Linked DNA regions of Hordeum vulgare: region 1 is linked to region 2. A link is a contact called in public Hi-C data. All regions are on one chromosome and are shown on one strand. Each heading gives the region's core, a stretch centred on a gene start, on an enhancer-like site or on the middle of the called end of the contact. The rest is flanking DNA. Distances are from core to core; before and after follow the strand shown.

What was found. Hi-C and Micro-C count contacts between places; a contact is called where the count stands out from the background.
Region 1: a Hi-C map of leaf shows a contact between it and region 2, with 3 times the contacts expected there. The contact joins the enhancer-like site here to the promoter of LOC123406926 in region 2. A contact is called at or near these places in 2 of 6 Hi-C or Micro-C datasets (leaf and seedling) and 1 of 1 datasets of contacts at active chromatin or transcription factors (embryo).

The regions. Positions count from the first base shown.
Region 1 is chr7H:95,380,814-95,385,875 of MorexV3_pseudomolecules_assembly, forward strand. No RefSeq gene overlaps it. Among protein-coding and RNA genes, the nearest start is that of LOC123406926, 160 kb to the left of the region's middle. Within about 2 kb of position 3,723, at least 3 of the 3 cell types and tissues checked have open chromatin away from gene starts, as enhancers often do. A contact at or near this core is called in leaf and seedling, where this site is marked.
Region 2 is chr7H:95,219,983-95,225,360 of MorexV3_pseudomolecules_assembly, forward strand. It overlaps LOC123406926 (probable serine/threonine-protein kinase SIS8), which reads right to left and starts at 2,233. Exons shown (of 13, transcript XM_045099942.1): 1 at 1,536-2,233; 2 at 370-807; 3 at 125-228; 4 at 1-2. The coding sequence starts at 2,036.

The sequences.
Region 1 (5,062 bases), core at 2,473-4,972, 160 kb after region 2:
ACGTCTATGAAGGAGCCATACTATTTCACATATTTATGTTTATATGTGATTGATATTGCTTCCTGTTTCTATGCATGTTAAAATGGTAGAAAGATCCCTTGTTAATATCAAGCATATTGCTATTCCGGATGTTGCACCTTCGCACGTCAAGTACGTCTAGTAGTGGGCTCATAAAATTGAGATGATAAGAATATCAAAAAAAAAAATTGGGCAAGGTTGCAACGAAGGTCGGGAGACGGGTATAAGATACCTACCCGACTGACAGGAGTCGTATAGATATACGATTAGCAAAGAGTTGCTTACCAGATAGGTTAGTTGGCTAGCAGTGATGCTAAAGCTCACTAGTCGCTTGCGCTAGTCGGATCCTGAATCACTCTGAGTTCGCAGAGGTATACCGACTTCAGTGGCAGTAGTTCTGTTTAAGGCTTGAAATTACTCGACATAAACACATTGCTTAGTGATTGCATATTTTCTGTTGTAGATCAATGGCACCACGTGCTCAAAACTTTGCGTTGAAATCAATTATGAAAAAAGGATAAACTGAATGGAACAAACTTTACCACCTAGTATGGAAATTTGAGAATTATTTTCAAACACAATAAAAAGAAACATGTTCTAGAGGATTCACTTCCAAAGGCACCTGCCCGTAATGCTAATGCCACAACCAAGAATGCCCACGAGAAACTCATTAATGAACCAAACGAAATCAGCTACCTCATGTTGGCTTGTATGGAGCCCGATTTGTACCGAACCAGTGTAGATGCTCTCAGCGAATACATTTATTATCGGTGGATGTGCCCATAGATTTTGATGCCTCGTTGCTTGGCATGTCAAGTTTTGAAACTCGTTCGGTACTACACGGAAACCACGCGAACACATTCTATTCAAACACAATGCACCCACCACACTCCTAGTTCCTTAAGCTCCACTCACGAGATATGGGATGGTTCCAATTTATTTTACCAAACTAGGAGAACGTCGTGCGTTGCAACGGAATATAAATATTATATTATGTTAGTTTATGATTTACATCCATATTAATGCGGTTTGCGTGAATAAATGTTTTATCAAATCTTGTTCGTGATTTACCTTATATTCTGATAAGAAGTTTGATAAATTAGTTAAAATAGAACAGGTTCTGAAGATAAGTAAATTAAGGTTATTGGTTAACATACATGAAAGATTGGACGAAGGGGTGGCGGGAAGAAGAGTGAAACGGGAATCTTACGTTATCTTTAGTAGTAGAGATAGAGATGACAAAAATGATATATATTTGTAGGTACGTGACAACTTTTAAAAAAACAAAGGTGCCTGGCAATTTTTAGCTTTCTTTTTTATGAAAAAACAAATGATTGAATGATTAGAAGGATGGTATTCCAACCCATCAGGATTCAAGTCCTAGACTGCACAGTAGCGCTCACATTTCACCGGATTTATTTCAGGCCGTCCAACAATGTGCATTTAGTAGGAAAAGTCACACCCTCGACTACGTAGGTGTCTGTGATGACTTCATCAATCTCAAGATGATGTGCTCGCTCATGCTTATAGGTGTAGGATGTGTGTACACATTCATAGGGATGAGTCTATGTGCGTATGCACTGTGTTCAAAAAAGAGTTTTAATTTTTTTTTTTGAACTTGACAAATAAAAAATTTAAACTTTTTAATGTTCACACATCATGTTGTTTTGTACATATGAATTTTATTAGAAATGTTTTCCCCTGGTCCGATGGCAAATATGTAACATTTTTTCTTCCAAACACGGCAATTTGTGGGTATTTTTGTAATGCTCGAGTGGCAAGCTTTGGGAATATGTACCACTTGTTCATGGCAACTCTATTATTAAGAGCATGACATTTTATTACTTTTAGTAACATGGCAATCTTATTATAAAAATATGGCAATATTATTTTAGGAGCATGTAATTTTAATTTTAATGTCATAGAAATTATTTATTTATTTATCATGGCAATTTGTTGCGCGTAATTTTTATGTTTTTGAAAAGGATAAAGCATGGAAAATTATGTATTTTTACACTCAATTTCATGAAGTGTATTTTTAACATCATAACAAATTATGAACTTGTTGTAGTCCAACTTTTGTATAGATTGTTTTGTTTTATAAATGGGAAACCTTTTTTAAAAGGGTATCTTTTTTTTGTTGATGGCATTTTTTTATAGTTGGGCCTCTTGACCAACCGCACGCGCGGTGGTGGGAGGTTGCGCTAGAGCGAAAGTTTGATTGGGGTGTTCTGTTTGCTAGTTCGATCCTTTCAGAACGAATGAATTGTTCGTTGGGGGAACCTTCCAGACGACAATCGCCACATATCAGTGTCCTTCTTTTATGGGGCATACAAAGAGGTTGAAAATTAATGTTGTACTAACTAATTATAGCAAGATTACCTCAAGTCACTAAAATATATCTTTCCAAAATAGTGGGTGTACGTATGTACATGATGTCCTTCTCTAACTCCGCCCTGCCTAGGGTCCAGCTCCTTCAAGGTCGATATGTTCGGAATAGAATCTTTTTTCCTATGTAGAGCATTCATGAAATTGGAAGACTAACATGCAACAACGCAAATAAACATATGCAATAGGAACAAAACATATGCGGCATACAAAATTGCCCTGTTGGTCTCAGCACATTAGCTAGCCGATGACAAAGTAGACGAATGGGGAGTAGAGGGTCTGAGTTGTATCTGAGGCTGATGGGGGAGGGTCAAGGGGTTTTTATACAGGTTTTGAAATCAAGAGGATAGTTTGAACTTAGCCGATTTGAAAACTAAGATAATAATCTAAATGTACGAGTTATATCAACAGGAGAATATAATTGTGCATATTAAACCTTTTTTTAGAATGGTTAAATAATTCTATATGCATCAGGATGGGATGAGCTTGTCCCACTTAATTGTAAATGCTCTCTCTGTAAACTACTATAAGATGTTTTAGATCACTATCAAAAATACGCTATTTGTAAACTAATATAAGATGTTTTAGATCACTACACCTTGCTTTCGTGCTTAGAGACGTGGCTAAGAATATACATGCCTTAGTTTTTTTTCTGATGAGTACATGTATTCAGTTGTAAAGTGGGTTTAGAGCATCTCCAACAGCCGTGCAAAAGTTTCGTGTCCAATAATTTTTTTAGTGCGCCGCTGTAGCATTTTTATTATGCGGGGACTAACATTAATTTAGCAGATGTCCAAAAACGCGTGTCCAAAAACACGCAGTGTAAATTGTGAAACGCGCGTAAGCCGGTGCCTCAAATATAGTGCGCTCGATAACGTTTTTAGCGCGTGTTTAAAAAATTTCATCGCGCGCAATTTTACCGCCTCTGTTATAGCTGTCCGTTGCCAAAAATATAAATAATTTAACACGTGGACCATTTTTTAACAGCTGTTAAAGATGCTCTTAAAGAAGTTAGTTTTTTTCAATTGAAGAAGTTAGTAGTTCTTCTCTAAGCATGGGCTCCCAACGGCCGACGTACACATTTCACTGTCGTAGCCCAGCAAGTTGTTTTTTATTCGATCACCTAGCATGACCTAACAACCAGTATCATACCTGAGCGGTGCCAGCTTCCGTCATTCTCAAAATTTTCTAGGCCCGGAACTAAAATACAGTATATAGAAACTCTAAACAAACACGTCACGGGGTGCGTATCGTCCCACCTACAGGAATGAATAAGTGGACTCGAATCAAGCACGGAATAAATACAAACCACAAGATTCAGCCGGGGAATATATTATTCTCGTCGGGCATGCAATAACACCATTAATATACTCCCCGGACCGATCCTTCTAGGCGGGGACAGAAAGGTTCGCCGGTCAATGAATGGACGCGGCCAACTGCCAGCATTTTCTTCGTTCATGACAATATTATCGCCCATCAGCATCAGTTATCCGGAGTGCAATTTGAGTTTAGCCGGAGGCATGCACGGTGCAATGTGAAAGAAATGAGATACTTTCCGAAAATCCATTCCCGAGTCCGGGTTCATCTGCACCCGTACTGAATACAAAAATCAAAACGTATGCTAAATAAATTCAATAAATTTTATTTTTTTAGGTGGTAGACAATTTGATGCGTGAGGTAAGTTTTAATTTTTAAATCATTTAAACATCTGAGTAGCTTTTAAAAAGAAAAACAAATTTGGGATATCTCAAAATTACTGTTCATGCATTATTTTGATCTGATTTATCTTTTCTGCTGAGAGCTGCTCAGATGTTCAAATGATATAAAAATTAAAACGGACCCCATGCATTAAATTATCTATCATCTAAATTTTTTTGTTGATTTTTTCTAGTATTTCTGTTGATTAATTTTTTAATCAGATGCGGATGAGTCTAGACACCAAAACGCTGCTCGATACTTCCTCCTTTCTTGTAATATAAAAAACGTTTTTAAGACTGATAAGCTTTGCAAGAAGGCACAAAATCGCCGTCTCTGTTGTCGAGTCCATTCGGGCAAAGCGAGTGACCAAAGTGGGCAAAGCTGTGCATGTTGGTCTACTTGTCTACACGTACTCATCCGTGAGCTGGAAAAGCGCGGAGGCGAATCGCTGCGTCACTTTGCAGATTCACAACGATATAGTAGGAGTGTATCTTGTGCGGCCAATAATACAGGGATGTCAAAAATTTCTGCCTTTTCTCTGGTGCGTCTCTGGTTGTCACTAATTTGCACAGAATTCGGTCATCCCAGTCGGAGGACATTGCTTTGCCAGGTGCGTCTCGTTCCGATCGGAGCCTGGGCTGCAGCGCTGGACGTCTTATCGGATGACTGGATGAGTACAAGAACCTTTGGCAGATTTCAGTTCTGGTAGGGTCGAGACCCTAGCACTTGCAGGCTTGTCGCCCGTGCTCCCCCTTTTCTTTGGTGAGACGGTTCACATTTGACAAGATGCACAAGGGAAGCCCTGGTCCGCTTTAGCACAAGACTGTAGTTTTAAATTGTCATAACTCATTTTATTATGTAATAAATCATTGATGGCGCGCGTTGCCGCGTCCGTTAATTTTTTATGTAATGATAGGAAATAATATAAATATAAGATGGCAAGAGTAAGATCTAGTAT
Region 2 (5,378 bases), core at 983-3,482:
CCCTGCAAAAATGTGAAAGTAGCACATGTAATACCATGACAATGTATTAATGTAATGCAACTCTCCATTTTTCTCACTGCAAAAGTGGCGTAACATAAAAATCTGTAAAGGAATCAATAAGTACCTTCCATCATTCAATTTCACAATGTTCAAGGCTCCATCGTCTGATCCAGTGTACTGCCTTCCTTTGACTAGTCGACAAGGAACATCAAGGTTGTCGGCCAACACCTAGGTTAAATTTGAGAAAATAGATCAGGAATTGCATTTGAGAAATAGATGGACCTTAACACTCTCATGTATTCTATATCCCATCAGATAAACTTTGTAATTAAGAAAAAGGAGCTGTCCACAATGAAATAAGTTACTGACCTTAAAAAGGAGCGCACGGTGACGAGCCAGGCCAATTGTGAGCCGGCCAAGAGGCATGACGGAGCTTCTAATACTAGCTCTCAGGGAACTACTCATATTCTGGTGCTTCAACAGCACGTTTTCTGGATCAACAACTGGCCCACCCATGTGGTTTGCCACTAAAATAGCTAGCCTCTGAATTAAAACACGGCCAACAGAATGTGAAGTTTGAGAGCGGAAGTCAACGGCCATGATGAGTGCCTTCTGCCCAAGGTTTACAAGTTCGGAGTCTTGTGCTCTGTTGACCAACACAGCTTCTGTTTTAGCTCCAAGAGAAAAAGGTTGCTGATGCAGCTCCATCAGAGAGGGTATGGTTCGCAGTGAGGGCTTGCCCCCGGTGGCCCAAATGTCATAGAAACCATCCAATATTTTGTCGTCGTAGCTAAGGGCACTGAAACTCTGTGAAGCACGAACAAATCTACCATATAAGGCAAGTAAGAATATTGTAAGAATTGCAAAAATGTAGGGCAATATTCACTTAACAGTCTCTACCCTCTAATTACGGAAAGGATACATGGTGGATATTCCGGGACTGTTGGTTGAGTGTTCACTAAACAAATTACTGTTAGCCCATATCTTCGAAAGTAGCAGGTTGGCTCGTTATTTCATTTGGATTTGATAATGCAATCGACTTAGAACTTCTTATATCAGTGGACTGAGCGTAGCCATCAGAATAGCATTAACATCCCCCCCCCTTTTTTTTTTGCAGTTGGATGAGAACTCTGTGTTCACGGTTTAGGCTGGGAATTAAGAAATCCTCAGTCGATTGACCCTGGTCGCCCTCGTGCTATTGCTCACAAGTCACAAGCATTATTATGGAGCAACCAGTGGAGCGAGGGAACATATATCATATATCTAGCTAAGTTGCCTAACTACAGTAGCAACAGTTCGGTCCATCCCTTCGATGACGATTGAATTGAACAGTTATCGGAAGAACAACACCATGATCGGCACGTATTTTCAGCAAACAAATGAAATGTGTGATACAATCTGGTTTCAACTAACCTACTGGGTGTGCTTGGGTAATCTAACGGACGGATTGCATGATCAGAGCACGAGTAAGATCCCATCACAGTTACAATGCGAATGTGTAGGATCGACGGAGGGAGGAGGAAGTGATTAGTTACCCAGTAACGGAAGGCGACGACCTCGGCAGCGGAGCTCTGGAGCGGGCAGGAGCCGAGGCTGATCTGCTTGGCCACCTCGATCTGCATCGCCTCGGGGTCCTCCCGCGCGCTCATCTCCAGCGCCAGCTGCATGTGGTACTCCTCCAGCTCGTCCTCCCGCTTCTCCTGCTTCTCAATCTCCCTCTTCCTGTCCTCCTTCCGCTCGTCCCTCCTCGCCGTCTCCTCCTCCTCCGCCCTCCTCTCCTCGAGCGACGAGGCCAGCGCCAGCTCCTCCGCCCCCGTCTCCACTGCCGCCCCAGCCGCCGGCAAAGGCGGCTGTGGCTGCGGCTGGTGCGGGCGCCCGGCCACGGAGCTGAGCCAGCTCGAGATTCCAGAGGACGCGTGGTGGCCCCCGGCTCCGCCGCCGCCGCCCTTTTTGGAGGACGGGAGGGGAGGCGCGGGCGACGAGGCGCCGTCGCCGGCGGAGTCGCCGATGTGGAGCTTCCTGAGGAAGTTCTTCATCGCGCACGCCCGCCGCCGACGCCGCCGCCGCCGGCGCTATCTGCTGCGGTGGTGGTGCTGGGGCGGTGGCGGATCCGACATCGCTCCGGATGCAGGCAGGCAGGCAGAGGAGACGAAGCGGCTATGGCCTCCCCCTGTAGCGGAGAGGAGGCGGTATTGACCTGCTGCTGCTGCTGCTTACGAGCGGCCCAAAGCCGCATTAACTTAACCCCAGCTTATTATTTTGCTCCGCAGCCACCGGCCGGCGGCTGCAGTGCACGCTTGCTTGCGGCCGCGCTACACTCGGCTTTCCTCTCTGTGTAGCCGACGGGGGTGTTCCTAGCGTAATTCCATTTTGAATTATGAAAAAATCGCTGGTAAATCAGCGCTTGAGCGCGATTGGTGGACACTGTGCGCAATCAATAAAGAAAGGTTTTGTTTGGGGTCACAGGGAAAGTTCTCGTGCGGTGCGGACGACGGGGGGCACGGCCGGCTGGGACAGGGCTGTGCGCGCTTCCTGTCGATGACGGGTGGGGTCGAGACGTGGTGAGAGCCCGCACGGCAGGGAGTGGGACGCGCGGTCCGCGGGCGTGACGTCGCCGTGACTGCTGCGGAAGCGGCCGAGGAAAGCGACGGGAAAAACTTGCGGGACGGGCCATGCAGGAAGGTGAGCGGGAAAGCGAAGGCACGGGTGGACCCGGCGCAGCGTGGGCGGAGGTCCCTCTGACTCGTGGGACCCGGCGCCCTGGTGACGGCAGGACCGCGGGCCCATGCCCTGGCGTCCCACTTGCCGCGGCGCTGTGCGCAGGGAGGGGCGCAACTTGGCCGGCTGCGCCTCGAAAACCCCGCGCGCCCGCCCCATGTGGGGCCTTGGATCCCGAGTGCGCCCGCCCGGGCCCGCGTGGCATTGGGAGGACAGGGGACCCACGCGCTCCACGCGATCGACAGTGGCTCAGCTTGACGCGGGTGGGGGGTGTCTGCTGGCCTGCAACTGGGTGGGGGTGGTGGCCGCGGTGGGCCGGCCCCGCAGAGCAGCCACTAGGCGGTGGGCCCCAGGCGTTTCCTTGTGGAATTTGGGTCTGTGACCTGGTTGCGTGGCTTGCGTGGCGGAATCTTCTTCTAGGTTTGCGTTGCGATTTGGGTTTCCTAGGGACGGGAATGGGTCCGCGCACGTGCTCCTTGCTGCCAAGTTGGCATTGAAGATTCTGGCTAGGTTCAAGAGTAATTTCGGGTCAGTGCTGGACATAAGAGATCCCGTATACCTGACCCCAAAGATCGGTTTGAAGGACCTTATTTTTTGCATTTTTACTGTATAACTTTTGTGCGGGGGAGATACTATTCCTCTTAGTTTCCCTCTCGTTAGGGTTTCTTTTCTCCCAAGGCGACTACATCGCCGTCGTTGAGTTTTGCCTTCCCACCCCCGATCTACCACGCCGGTGATTGTTTCGGGCTGGCTACGAAGGGATCTAGTATCCCTAGTCGGTCTTGTTCGACACCGGTGGTGGCGAGGGAAGGTTTTGGGTCAGCTTTAACAAGCCCGGTCGTTTTTTAACTCAGGCTAGGGTTCATGATGGCAACGAAGGGGAAAGAACAGATGGAGGCGTCTGTATCTACGTCCGCCGCGGCGGTTGAGCAACTCATGGCAGAATTAGGGCTTTGTGAAGGAGACCTAGATGTCGTTGTTTTGATGAAAAGGAAGCTCCACCTGACGCAGTTAGATGGATGGCAGTGTGTAGGGTTCATATCACTAAACCCTATAGTCAATACTGGTTTTTCAAGAACATGCGCTCAGCTTGGGATCTTGCACATGAGGTGAAGTTCCGCCCCTTGGAGGAGAATCTCTATACCCTGTAGTTTTTCTGCCTTGGTGATTGGGAACGGGTGATGAACGATGGACCCTGGAACTTCAGGGGTAATGCACTGATACTGGACTCGTATGATGGGATCACCAAGCCAACTATGGTTAACCTTGACTTCATCAATATCTGGATGCATATCCATGATGTGCCGGATGTGTATGCATATCTAGTACCGGCGCTTGATGTGAAGGTTGGTGAGGTCCTTTTTACTGAACCCCTGACACAGGATTTTGCAGGAAACTTCTATAGAGTTTGTGTGAGAATCAATGTGCATTAACCTCTAAAGAACATTGTGTCTATGATCCGTGACTCTAAGAGGCAGATTTACCGGGTGAGGTATGAATGCTTACCTGACTGGTGTGTTGTATGTGGCCACCTTGGTCATGTCTATAAGGAGCACGGCGATGGGGTGCATCCGTCGTCTGCTCTATACTTCAAGGATCTTCATGCTAGCTCGCAGATGAGGGTCGGGACAGGCCCAGGAGGAGGTGGTGGACGTGGCAGAAGGGGTGGCCCTCGCGGCAGCGGCATGGCTGTCCAGACACCGGTGCCTACGGGCACTGAGGCTGAGGATTCAGACCCTGATGTGGTGATGGTAGAGGCCGATGACAACAGGAAAAGGTTGTCAGATCAACGAACCCTTTTGGGTGGTCTAGCTCTGCCTATGGCCCAGAAGGCTTTACTCGCACTCCCTCCCAGTGCAATAGCCCCAGCGAGTCCATCCTCTAAGCAAGATCAGAAGAGGCTGTGAACCAATACGGAAAAATCAGAGAGAAGAAGGGAACTGCTTCCGACAAACCCAATGATGCAAAATCGGCGACCCCCCGAGGGGAGGATCGCCGGGCACAATGAATCTCCTATGTTGGAATTGTCGCGGTGCGGGCAAAGCAGCGACAATTCGAGAGCTTTGTTATTTAGGAAGCAATTTGCCCCGACAGTGCTATGCATAGTGGAAACACAAATCTCAAAAGCACGTGTCGAAAGTCTGGCTGGTACTTTAGGTTTTAAGCATGCCTATGCAGTTAGTAGTGTTGGTCGTAGTGGAGGTATTGGTTTGTTCTGGAATGATGGAATAAAACTTGATGTTTTTGGTTAAGCAGAGTACGATGTTGATGCAACTGTATCTGTCCCGAACCAGGACGACTGGCGTCTGACTTGCGTATATGGCGAAGCACAAGCGGTGGATAGATACAAGACTTGGGATCTCCTCAAGTCGCTGGTGGCTGCGAGCTCTCTACCATGGATTTTTATTGGGGATTTCAATTAAGTCCTTCACCCTCATGAGCATGTAGGGGAAGGACAACGGAGACGATCACAAATCCAAGGTTTTGGGATGCTGTTGATATTTGTGCACTTGCTGATCTTGGTTATCAAGGGAAAAAATGGACTTTCGAGAAGAAGACGGCTAGTGGCGGTTACGGCCGAGTTCGTCTGGACCGTGCCTGCCAATATGGACTGGACCTCGCTCTTCCCACATGCGATACCGAGCCACGAGACCGGTGCA